Regions from separate parts of the Mus musculus genome. Here region 1 is linked to region 2. Evidence: chromatin contacts called from public ChIA-PET data. All regions are on one chromosome and are shown on one strand. Each heading gives the region's core, a stretch centred on a gene start, on an enhancer-like site or on the middle of the called end of the contact. The rest is flanking DNA. Distances are from core to core; before and after follow the strand shown. Region 1 holds the start of Fam174a (family with sequence similarity 174, member A). Region 2 has its middle 46 kb from the start of Fam174a.

What was found. ChIA-PET counts read pairs in DNA pulled down with a chosen protein or histone mark.
Region 1: a contact with region 2 is called in an RNA polymerase II ChIA-PET map of memory CD8 T cells, with 48 read pairs. The contact joins the promoter of Fam174a here to the enhancer-like site in region 2. A contact is called at or near these places in 2 of 39 promoter capture datasets (macrophages and pre-B cells), 5 of 484 Hi-C or Micro-C datasets (B cells, CD8 T cells, double positive thymocytes and 2 more), 4 of 115 datasets of contacts at active chromatin or transcription factors (the SCID.adh cell line, effector CD8 T cells, embryonic stem cells and 1 more) and 1 of 9 other capture datasets (pancreatic islet).

The regions. Positions count from the first base shown.
Region 1 is chr1:95,312,333-95,315,260 of GRCm38.p6, reverse strand. It overlaps Fam174a (family with sequence similarity 174, member A), which reads right to left and starts at 1,633. Exons shown (of 3, transcript NM_026321.4): 1 at 1,011-1,633. The coding sequence starts at 1,444.
Region 2 is chr1:95,266,590-95,269,622 of GRCm38.p6, reverse strand. No RefSeq gene overlaps it. Among named protein-coding and RNA genes, the nearest start is that of Fam174a, 46 kb to the left of the region's middle. Within about 2 kb of position 1,347, at least 100 of the 459 cell types and tissues checked have an H3K27ac peak or open chromatin away from gene starts, as enhancers often do. A contact at or near this core is called in CD8 T cells, the SCID.adh cell line, double positive thymocytes and 4 more, where this site is marked.

The DNA.
Region 1 (2,928 bases), core at 384-2,883, 45 kb before region 2:
TGACAAGACATATTTTCTTGATATCAGTTCCAATGTAGAATTTCAAGCCTTACCAGTAAATATTTTGTATTTCATACACTTGTAAGAGAATGTGTTATTTGGAAAACAGATGTAAAGTAGGAGCTAAGGAAGACTTGTAAAAAAAACAGATTCCATAAGATTGTTTGGGCGACACAGAAACACCGTACCATTTTAATCAACCACTTAAGACACGCCATGTTGGCTTTCCATTTACAAGTACTTATTTTTTAAAAATCCACATTTCGTTTTGAGGATTTAAGGACATTAAGTAACGGTAGTGTGTAGTTATGGGAAAGTGTGAAGTAATTTGGAAAACAGGAAATAAACAAACCAGTACAGATCTCACAAAATACCATCTGCTCTCATTTTAGGGAAAGGGAAACCACAGTTGTTCTCTTGGCTAGCTAGCCCCTTCTGCTTGGGGGTCTTCCTCTATGTGACACCTCTCCAGAGATGTGGCGCCCAATTAATTGAGGACAATTTAACTTTGGGATAGATTAAGGGCACCATCTAAGAAACATAATTGGCAAGTTTTGCAAAAGTGAAACATCCAATCAGGACTTTGTGCGCTACTTTTATGGTACCCTGCCTCAGAAATAGGAGTGCATTCTAACAGGCAAAACGTGTTAGTTACACCAACTGCAGAGTAGTGAGAGAAGTATTTCACCGCACTGTAATCAAAATTCCTGGGGATGGAAGAGCACTTCTACTTCAGGGTCTGTGAAGGCAGAGGCAAGCCTCAGAGAGCAAGATGCTGAGGTTAGGCTACTGATTTCTAAAGGAAAGGCAACAGCTTGTGTCACCAGCTAAGGCAGCACAGGCCATTAAGACAGCCAACCAGATGGTCTTAGATTCCAGTTCCTGACGCTGGGGCGGGGGCAGGGGTTAAGTCAAGCCCAGGTCACAGACATTGTCCCTGCTTCACGGAGCAGGTCACCTGTCAGCCAGGTCTAGGCTGCAAGGGGGTGCCCATCGAGGCTGTGCCTCACCTGACGGTCCTGACCACGAAGTACACCAGCACCGCGGCGCTCACCACCACCAACACGGTCAGGGCCCGCTGGGTCATGGGTTTGTCGCCAGGACTGGGACTCACGGCCAGGCTGCCACCCTGGGAACCTTCTCCGGCCTTCCCTTCGAGGCCGTCCGCCTCAGACCCCGCCCCGGGGATGCTGTCATTGCGGCTCTCCGCGCCTGGCAGCCCGGCAGCATCAGACTGAGCTTGGCCCCGAGGCTGGGCCGCGGTGGGGCCCGGAGGAAGCGGCGACAGCGTGTGCGGCCCGGGCTTGGGAGACTTGGACTCCTGCACCTCCCTGACCACCATCGACGGTACCGCCCCGGACCCGCTCAGAGCGGGCAGCAACAACAACACGAAGGCCGGAGCCAGGAAGTGGCAAGGCCCGGAGCAGCCGCGCGGGGTCGGCATGGTCTCCACGCCGGCCTCTCAGCACGCCGCAGCCGCCGGGCCGGCCTCCCGGTCCGCAGCGCCGACCATGGGCGCGCCGGAACCGCAGAGCCGACTCTCCGGAGGAGAGCGGGTGGCTGAGACTGCGCCGGGTGGCTTCGGCGGCGGCGGCGGCAGCAGCCTGCCGGGACAACCGGAAGTTCGTACATCCCCGCAGCCACTGCTGCTACGGACGCCTCCGGTTGCTAATATGTAGGGGCGGGCTGCGCTCAGTGACGTCAGAGGTTCGAGCCTATTGCGCACGCGTAGCTGTGGGACGCTCTGAGAGGTCCCAACTAGGTTTTCCATGTTTCAGGAGTGTTCCTAATAGTGAAAAGGCTTGGGCCAGAGTGGGTAACCTGAACAAGATGAACAGTTATGCCTACAGTTCTTTCCAAGTGGGGAAACGGGAGCAATAGGAAACTCGATTTAATTTCCTTGATGTCAAACTTCATAACTACATCTAATCAGTAAACACTTCCTCTCAGTTCCCTCAGGAGGATCACAAACTTTAAAGAGAGCTTTTTCTAGCTGTAAGGGTATCGACTATTCTTGGAATCCCTTTCTTTGGAAAATGTAAAGTTGTTTATTCAGGTTTTCCCCCTTTAAAGTGTAAATATTTGTAAAAACCTCTCTTGTCAATTTCCAGAGACCTACAGTCATCCTTTTGAAATAAAACCAACAAGAAAATTGTGCCCCTGTTAACTAGTTTTTGCTATGGGCTGCCTCAAGCTGCAAAACTATCCCTGAACTTATGGAAGAGAGAAAGTTTGTATATTACCTTAGCAAATACCTGGGGCTGTGATCTGCCTACTCTAGTTTACTTTACAGAACTTGAACTCCAAATTTAGTTCTCTTACATTTGAATAATGTTGCCTTTATCTAAGATTTCCATCAAGTAACACTGAGAAAAACCAGACACCTGCCTGGGGCATTGGAGCATGGGTTGTGTATAAATATGATTAGTTCTTTCTTGAGCTTTCTTTCAGTCTATTATAAACAGATTTTTTAAAAGGCTTTCTCAGACATCTGTCAAGAGTCAGCTGTTTAAGGGTCTGGAACTGCAATTTAGTCCATGTCCTGGAAACTATTAGGATTACCCTGAAGACACTGCAGTAGCTATAGAGGACCTCTAAAATCACAGCTGAAGACATGTTCTAGACAGCCTGTTCCAATCTTAAAATGCAGAACGTCACAAGACAGGTATCTGTGAATTCTACTTAATTTTGCAGGCATTTTCAAACAAGAGCTGAAGTATTTCCCTTGTGAGGGTTAACAAAACTTCATTTTATGCTAAGCATCCAACTTGGTACCCATTAGCCATTTGTCTCTGACTCCAGTCCCTTGAAGATAAGCTCCCAGTAACCTGGACTCAGTGACCACATACAGAAATGCACAGCCATGGCATTATGATATGACTAGCTGCTTTTTTAATTGTGTAATTTACTTATGCAGATACCCAAAGA
Region 2 (3,033 bases), core at 98-2,597:
AAAATGTATTAAAGTAATGTTAATTCCATATAGAGCCACCAAACCTTGACGCTATTGTGGATGCAGGGAAGTGCTTGTTGACAGAAGCCTGATATGACTGTCTCCTGAGAGGCTCTGCCAGAGCCTGACAAATACAGATGTAGATGTACACAGCCAAATATTGGACTGAGCTGGGGTCCCCTATGGGGAGTTGGAGAAGGGAGTGAAGGAGCTGAGGGGTTTTGCAGCCCCATGGAGGGAGCAACAGTGTCAACAGGCCAGAACCCCTGGGGCTCCCAGGGACTGGACCATCAACCAAAGAATACACATGAAGGGACCCATGGTGCTGGCTGCATATGTGGCAGAGGATGGCCTTGTTGGACATCAGCGGGAGGAGAGTTCCTTGGGCCTGAGGGTGTTCGATGTCCCAGTGTGGGGGAATGCCAGGGCGGGGAGGCAGGAGTGGGTGGGTGCGTGGGGAGCACCCTCATAGAGGCAGTGGGAGGGGAGATGGGATAGGGGGCTTCCGAAGGGGAGACCTAGAAAGGAGAAACCATTTGAAATGTAAATAAAATATCCAATTAAAAAATAATGTTAAATGTTAAAACTGATAATAATATAAATTATAAGCGCTTCTGCTGATATTTGTCTGCCTGGAAATGAGAGAAACTGGATAGTGTTGTGATGTGGATTCCTAGGTGACAACTATTGGTTTCTTTCCATCTCTACAGGATACCTTGAAGAAAAGGACTGTTTGAAACCAACTGACTGGACTACCGTTATGCAGATCACAATTGCTGTAGAGGGACAACCGCCCTCCTGAAACCGCAGCTCAGTCTTAACTCTCTCAAGTACCATTTGCATGGGATACTTTGCTATGAAAAGCCCCAGGGTACTCATGGGGCTCTTTTCTACCCAGGCTGGAATGGGAATGGGGGCTCCTGGAGCTGCAATGGAACTGCTCTAACTATACAAGCTGGGCCAGCCTGTGGTCAGTGAAAACAAGAAACTTGCCTTTGAGTGTAAAGTTTGCTGTGATTGGTCAAAACACCCCTTCTCTGGCTACACAGAGAAGCTATGTGGTTCATGGGTAAGCTAGCTAAGAGATACTCCGCTGTTGTTGCGCTGGTGTTTCAACATTCAGCCCAGTGAACGACTTTCAATCGGGCATTGTTTTCCTTCCTTGCAATTGGCGAATGATCTCATTTGGTAGCATGAAGAAAGAAGTAGAGCGGAGATGACAGAGCTGTGGTAGCAGCAGTAGCAGTGAGTGAGGGAAGGTTGGAGAGCCAAGCTACAGAAGGGGAAAAGCAGCTGGCTGCTTTGACAGCTGCAGAAGAGCTTTTGAATATGTGGTGGTGTGGGAGAGAGTCCACAGTGAGTAAAAGCGAAACTGTGGGAACCACATTGCATTGACAGGTGCCAGAGTCAGAGTTGAGAAGTCAGCAGACCGACCGAGCTGCAAACACAAATATCAGGCTACACTGACATCTTCAAAAGAGGTGAATCTACGAGAGCAGCAGCTGGCGGTGACCCAAGCAGTAACAGAGAGAAAATGTTCTTTTATCTGCTTCATGTGCAGAGACAGCTGTGACAGTAGCTTTAGCAAGCTGCGCCACAAGCTGCTGTTAAATACTGAGGAATCTCAACATTAGAAGCACACGTAAGATCTTTAACACTCATAGGGTGAAAGGTCTTGGCTTCATTGCCCTGGGCAATAGATGCAACCTTCTTTTGCTCTTGCTTTTATCTGTTGCCAGACTCTATCAAATGTGAAGGAATGCAAAGGTTGCCAAGGGTTAGCACTGGAGAAGAGCATCTTCTTCCCTTCCCGAGGTTTCTATCCAAGTACAGTAAATGTATATCAGAAAGTTAACTGATAACAATGAAACATTTTAATCTTCTATACTTATTTACCATGTGTATATATGCACATGCATGCCATAGGACATATGGGGGTGTTAAAGGGCAGCTTTGCAAGTGTTCTTTTCTGCTTCCGTAACGTGAGTTCTCAGGATGGATTGAATTGGGGCCATGTGCTCCTACCCACTGAGTCATCACAGTGACGTCAATACAGCTATTTTGGTTAGCAATTTTATTTTGTTAACACTTATTGCTTAATTACTGATTTATCTATCTCTTTAATCTGTAGATATATCATTTTGCTAACTTCAATGGCAGTCAAACCCAAGATATCCCCACTGATTCAGCCCCAGTGATTCCCTTTCTGGCACTGGTGTTATGTAATCTTCCCCCTGTGATGATATTTTATCATTATGATTCATTATCTTCCTCTCATTATGCTATATCAACTCTGTTCTTCATGGCTGTTTTGCTCCCTCTATGTTATGGCTTTGAATAAGTTAATTATAATGTTAAGCTCCTTTGAAGGTCAGGTGGTAGGGAACTTGTAGTAAGTGTGGCTGGTATATGTCTAGGGCTCCCAGTCATACCTGGAGGTATATCTTTCCAGGGAAGTCACTAGATGAAAGTCAATTCCTGACTAATGTTTCAAATGCATCCTAGGATAAAACTTTAGCTGAAGAGACAGTTGAGATAGACCTATGTGCTGAAATGATAATATGTGTGTTCCGTTAAAACATATATTTTTGTTCACTTGTTCTGTAGCAACAGAAAACTTATACACTAGCAGGTCACACCTTTCATTTTTATAAACATAAAAATTCTTAAATGTTGCCTTTGTTTTGAAGACAATTTTATGCAAAACCCTCTTAAATAAAAGTGACAAGATTTTTTTTTGTAAATAAAAATGTAAAGATTTCTTGTACTAAGTGGTTTCCAGACTCATCAAAATCTTTTCAGATACCATTTTTCTGACCACTGTAACAGATCTTCAGTGGCTTTGAGAAGGCATAATTCAAAGAACCTAAGAAATTATGTCTGTTCTGTGTTCTGCAAGACATTACACAGATGTTTCTTCATCTCCTTCAATAGAGTGGAAAATAATCACCTTCATTTGCATTGTTTAAAATATTGCAAACTTATCATGTGAAATCTAAGTTTGATTGTATTTAAGCTCAAATAGTTCTAAAT